2 separate regions of the Delphinus delphis genome follow, and region 2 is linked to region 1. A link is a contact called in public Hi-C data. All regions are on one chromosome and are shown on one strand. The core of a region is the stretch at or near the end of the contact, and the rest is flanking DNA. Distances in the headings are between cores, read along the strand shown. Region 1 holds the start of SKOR1 (SKI family transcriptional corepressor 1). Region 2 holds the start of C2H15orf61 (chromosome 2 C15orf61 homolog).

Region 1 (3,145 bases), core at 186-2,685:
TCTTGCAGACCCCTCAGCCGAGGAGTTAGGACAGTGCTTTTGCCTCCTAAAATGTTGCAAGGGACTTCAACGCAAAAGGAGGGTCTACTAGTTTCAATTCGATCCACGGAGATAAAGATGAAAGACAGATAACAGATAAATAGCTTGATACTTGAAGAAGGTATGAAGACAGATGGGAGAAAGAGGAGCTAGCGAGGAGAGACAGACAGCTCAGAACAGATAAGACCGACAGATGCGGGGTACCTAGACAAACAGAGAGGGAGGGAGGGAGACAGACTGACAGAAGATCCCAGTCTGCTTGATGAAGCTTTTGAGCTCGGATGCCCTGTCCTGCTAGAGCTGCCCCCTTTGAAAATGCATTTGCCTTTTCTGCCGAGTTTAGAGGAGGGGCCCTCGGGGTTGGGCTGCCTGGGCCGCAGGAGCCTTCGGTGTCTGAGGATACATGGCTGGGCTCAGCCACCTAGGGGGCCCCAAGCATCAATCCCCGGGTCCTTCCCGCTGCTGATGTCCGCAGACGCGGCTGCCTCCCTGCCTCGGCCAGAGAGCAAAGCTCGGGACCAGCAGTAACTTTTGACCTGGAGCCTTGTGGTGGCTTCAGAGACCGGCCAGGATCCTTCTCAGCCCATATGAGTCAGGACAGCCCGGCACGAAGGATACTCAAAAAAAGAAAAAAAAAGACGCCCCAAAAGAGGAAGCTCAGAACCTGGAGAGACTGCATTTGGCCTGAGTGGGAAAGGCATATCTGAAGGAGGAAAACTTAGGGAGTGGATGCCTAGAAGCAAAAGAGAAGTGGCTTCTGAGGAACTTCCTTGAGAACCTCTCCGTCCCACATGCTGACCCGGAGGGAAACCAGCTTTGGTCTGGAACGCAGCTAAAAATGCAGAAAATGTGGTTAGGAATTGCTTGACCCTGATCCCACCGATGGTTGGAAAGAAAACGGTTTATATTTCCAGCCGGAATCTTTCTGCTCAACGAACGCGAGGCTCCGGGCGTGAGAGGAAAAGCTCGTGTTTGTGGAAAGCAGTGCTGTTATCCCGGGGAGCCGGCTTGGCGCGGAGCTGGGTGCAGTGGGGGCAACCCTGAGGCTGGGCACTCACGGCGTGCTTTGGAAAGAGTCGGGTTCAGCACCACGAACAGCGGTCGCCTCTGTCTCTCCCCGCCTCCCTCACGGCCTCTAGGCCCTCCTCCTTCTCCTTGCCACCTCCCAACCCCCCCCCCCGCCCCGCCCCGCCCCCTGCTGTCTGTAGATGGGCAGTGACCGCCCCTCCCCCCTCCCTATTCCTCCCTGCGCTGCCCCCGCCCGCGTGCATGCGCGACTGAGCCGAGGGGCGGCCTGTCCCCGACGTCAGGGCTTCAGGACCCGGACGGGTAGGGCAGCCTGCGAGGGTGGCCGAAGACGCACGGATCTGGGCGCCAGGAAGCCTGGGTTCGGCAATGGCTTTGCTGTGTGGCCTTGGGCAAGTCACTCTCCGTCTCTGGGCCCCACTTCCTCCCCTGTCCGAAAAGAAGATCAGGTTCCTAGCTACCGGGGCATTTCTGAGGTCTCAATTACCCATACTCCTCCTCCAAACCCCGGGGGCTTTTGTTCCAGCGCCAGCACGCGTCTGAATAACAAAAGGCGCCCGTCCAGGGGGCGAATGAGCTTGGACTCCCCATTGCCAAGTTTCCCCGCGCGCCCGACTCGGCGCGCCCTGCTGGGCGGGCCCAAGCGGCGTTGGCGCTGAAAATGGCTCATCGGCTCTCTGCTTTCTCTGTTTCGCAGGAGTGGCGGCATGGAGGCTCTCACCACTCAGCTGGGGCCGGGGCGCGAGGGCAACTCCTCGCCCAACTCCAAGCAGGAGCTGCAGCCCTACTCGGGCTCCAGCGCTCTCAAACCCAACCAGGTGGGCGAGACGTCGCTGTACGGGGTGCCTATCGTGTCTCTGGTCATCGACAGTCAGGAGCGCCTATGCCTGGCGCAGATCTCCAACACCCTCCTCAAGAACTACAGCTACAATGAGATCCACAACCGCCGCGTGGCCCTGGGCATCACATGCGTGCAGTGCACACCGGTGCAACTGGAGATTCTGCGTCGGGCCGGGGCCATGCCCATCTCGTCGCGCCGCTGCGGCATGATCACCAAGCGCGAGGCCGAACGCCTTTGCAAGTCGTTCCTGGGCGAGCACAAGCCACCCAAGCTTCCCGAGAACTTCGCCTTCGATGTGGTGCACGAGTGCGCCTGGGGCTCGCGTGGCAGCTTCATCCCCGCGCGTTACAACAGCTCGCGTGCCAAGTGTATCAAGTGCGGTTACTGCAGCATGTACTTCTCGCCTAACAAGTTCATCTTCCACTCGCACCGCACACCCGACGCCAAGTACACGCAGCCCGACGCAGCCAACTTTAACTCGTGGCGCCGACACCTCAAACTCAGTGACAAGTCGGCCACAGACGAACTGAGCCACGCTTGGGAGGACGTCAAGGCCATGTTCAATGGTGGCACTCGCAAGCGGACTTTCTCGCTGCAAGGAGGCGGCGGCGCTAATGGCGGGTCGGGTGGGCAGGGGAAGGGTGGTGCTGGTGGTGGCGGCGGGGGCGGCCCGGGGTGCGGCGCGGAGATGGCCCCAGGCCCGCCGCCCCACAAAAGCCTGCGTTGTGGCGAAGAAGAGGCCGCCGGGCCTCCCGGGCCGCCTCCTCCTCACGCGCAGCGGGGACTTGGTCTGGCAGCGGGAGCTGGCGGCCCCCCGGGCCCTGGAGGGCCTGGTGGCGGCGCCGGCGTACGCAGCTACCCGGTGATCCCAGTGCCCAGCAAGGGCTTTGGCCTCTTGCAGAAGCTGCCCCCGCCGCTTTTCCCTCATCCCTACGGTTTTCCCACGGCCTTCGGCCTCTGCCCCAAAAAGGACGACCCCGTGCTAGGCGCGGGCGAACCCAAGGGCGGCCCAGGCACCGGGAGCGGCGGGGGCGCGGGCACTGGCGCAGGCGCGGGCGGCCCAGGAACCGGCCACTTGCCCCCCGGTGCGGGGGCTGGCCCGGGCGGCGGCGCCATGTTCTGGGGTCACCAGCCCCCCGGAGCAGCCAAGGACGCAGCGGCCGTGGCTGCGGCGGCTGCCGCAGCCACTGTGTACCCGACGTTTCCCATGTTCTGGCCGGCGGCAGGCAGTCTCCCAGT
Region 2 (3,044 bases), core at 42-2,541, 300 kb before region 1:
ATAACAAACTAGACTCATTTTAAAAACTTAACTTTAATGTTAAGTTTTTGCACTTATAAATGTTTAGTAATAAAACACAAGTTTTCATAGGTTGGGGTTCTATGACAGATTTTGTTTGAAAAAGGACTCCAGTGCTTTTAAAAATTTAATTTGAAATCACAGTATTGAATCACCTCCCTGACTTGTCTTAGCCTCCCTTCAGCCATTTCTGCGCAAATCTAACTACATCGTGCTTCCCCCTAAAATCTTTCAAAATTTAATAGGGAATCCTATAAAGTTTAAATTATTTGCATGACTACAAGGCTCCTGAAATGACTTAACCCTACAAGATTTGGCACATGGTTATGGGTGCTCAATCATTGCTTGTTGTAGGAATCAATAAAAACTGGAGAATGTAAGAGCTAGCTACACTATCCTACATTCTCCTACACTATCCTACTCATATCCTACATGAGTCTTCAACAACAATAACAGCAACTGTTATATGGTGTTTACACGTGTCTCATTTACATACAGTACTTTCCAAACACATCTTATTTATGTATCGTTTCTCCAAACATGAATTTAGGACATGTAAGAGGAAATGCTTCTTTAGAAAGCAGATGTATGTAAGTTATTACCTCAAGAGGCTGCAAAATTTGAGAAAAGGTTTTCCTAAAGTACGAGATTTGATAATGAGTGACAGGATTAAGGTTTAAAACTAAAAGACTCCTGGCCTGGCGTTCACCAGACTCTTAGGAAGGAGGTGGTGGTGCACACTGCATGAAGAGACGTAGGACTTTCTAAGAAATAAACTTTTTCTGTTGAGATATCTGGGACTTATTTTAAACAACACGACAGCGGGGATCTGAATACAAAAGTGCTCCCCGACTTTACCAGCCACTACAAATCTGGGGACTTGACTTTTAACTCGCTTCCCTGAGGACACCTTCTCAAGGGTTTCCTCAACACCACCAACCAAGGATTGCACTTGAGCCTGCGGCTTGGAAGAGAGATACGGGTGTGAGTTTTGCCACTCAGTAGGGTGGTTAAGTTATTTAATTGTTTTAAAGCTTAATTTTCCTCTTACCTAAACTGATAATACTCGCGAAGCCCGCCCTCAACCCTCCTCAGGGTTATTAATGAGTTCACGAGGTCCTCGGTCTTGTTTTCACTATCTCCTCAGCGAGAGTGCCTCCGACTGCCAGCCCGCGCCCCGCTCCACTCCCCCTAGGAAGCCGCGGGACCTTTGTGCGCACGCGCCGCCGCGCCCGGGGGCGGGGGGGTCTCGCACACTCGCGCGGAGCCCATTGGGCGTACCTGCCGCACGCCCGAGGAGCGAGCGAGGGCTCGCGCTCCTTCGGCCCCGCCCCCAGCGGCGCGCGCCCCTACGGCGGCCAGGGGGCGGGGGACGCGGGCAAAGCCGGTTATGGAGGCCCTGCGGAGGGCCCATGAGGCCGTGCTCTGGCTGCTGCTGTGCCGGCCCTGGGCCTTGGGCGCCGCCTCCCGCCCGAAGCCCCGCGCCTCGGAGGTGCTGACGCGCCACCTGCTGCAGCGGCGCTTGCCGCACTGGACCTCCTTCTGCGTGCCCTACAGCGCCGTCCGCAACGACCAGTTCGGCCTCTCGCACTTCAACTGGCCTGTGCAGGGCGCCAACTACCACGTCCTGCGCACCGGCTGCTTCCCCTTCATCAAGTACCACTGCTCCAAGGCCCCCTGGCACGACCTGGCCCGGCAGGACCGGTTCTTCACGGCGCTCAAGGTTATCAACCTCGGTGAGTGGCCCGGGCCGGTGAAGCATGTCGCGCCGACGATGGCCCCACTGTTTGCAAAGCACGCTGACAAACGCTCTGGCTCCGAGGCCGAGCCCCCGGCCCTAGGTCAGACCGCGCCGGCCCTGGGAGACCTGCCCCGGCCCCGTGCAGGCTCGCCCGGGCGCACGCGCTCGCCACGCTTCGCCCAGTGTTGGCGTCCCACCCACTCTGCAGCCTTCCAGACCCGGCCCTGGCCCTGGGCTTCTGTATTCCCCCGCCCGGCAGGTGCCTGTCAGGGCTAAGTTGTTGCTCCTGAATCGTACCCCGGAAAGTGGGGCTTATCGACATGCCTGTACTTAGGGACCACCCTGCATCACCCCGGGGAGAGAGCATTCCATCCTCGCTACCCTGCAGCTCTTAACTAGAAGGACCCCTACATTGGGCAGTGAGAAGAAGGGTGTAGGCCCCTGGAAAGTGGCTCTTAAGTTTTTTAAAAATGCCTAATTGCATGGCAGGACTCGTTCCCATGAACACCACTTTGTGGGTGCGTTCATATTATAAAAACTGGAACTACTTTTTTGAAGTTTCTTTGTTCTCTTTATATGAAACCCCAGCAAGTTTGTTTTACTAAAAGCACTAAAGATTTTCACCAGTGATGCTAGGCCTAAAAGATATTTAAAAGACTACCTCTTTAATATTGGTATGTTTTCATGGAATATTCTAACTCTGAGAGTGTTAACTCTTGCTGGATGTTTATTATCTTTTGGTTAATGACCGAAGAGGCGTGAACGTTGACATGAGTGCATCTTTTATATTTTCTAGGTCAGTGAAAAATAGGCCTCAGGATGTTTGGAACCTATTCATGTAGCTGATATCAAATTAATCCATATTTCAGTAATTCAGAATCTAGATGTACAAGCTGACCCACGTTACCCAACCAGGTTTTTGAACCAGAATTAAAGCTAAACGCCTATGCAGCTGCACTATTACTATATAGCCTGATAGTTTCTTAAATTTAAATGTGGTAGGTGTATTTTTGCTTATAATAACTCCCATATGGCAGTCATGGGATTTTGGAGCCATTGCTCCACTGGGACTGTCTTGGGTTCAGTCCATTAAGGAGAAGATTATTCAGCTATGTGTAATCCTTTAAAAAATATGTCTTATGATTTGGCTGATGAACTATATAGAGCATGCCTACTAATTTTGAGGTTGATGCAAAGAAGTTGAGGAGTGTAGTGACTCAGAAAATTCAGTTCAAAGTTATTTGGAGAGACTGGAGTGATGACTAGATTCAAGAAGAATATGTTT

What was found. Hi-C and Micro-C count contacts between places; a contact is called where the count stands out from the background.
Region 2: a contact with region 1 is called in a Hi-C map of muscle, with 5 times the contacts expected there. The contact joins the promoter of C2H15orf61 here to the promoter of SKOR1 in region 1. A contact is called at or near these places in 2 of 3 Hi-C or Micro-C datasets (lung and muscle).

Annotation. Positions count from the first base shown.
Region 1 is chr2:135,245,619-135,248,763 of mDelDel1.2, reverse strand. SKOR1 (SKI family transcriptional corepressor 1) reads left to right here and starts at 1,435. Exons shown (of 9, transcript XM_060003707.1): 1 at 1,435-1,541; 2 at 1,763-3,145. The coding sequence starts at 1,435.
Region 2 is chr2:135,548,031-135,551,074 of mDelDel1.2, reverse strand. It overlaps C2H15orf61 (chromosome 2 C15orf61 homolog), which reads left to right and starts at 1,291. Exons shown (of 2, transcript XM_060003708.1): 1 at 1,291-1,754. The coding sequence starts at 1,409. It overlaps LOC132419825 (a long non-coding RNA gene), which reads right to left and starts at 1,179. Exons shown (of 3, transcript XR_009518252.1): 1 at 1,070-1,179.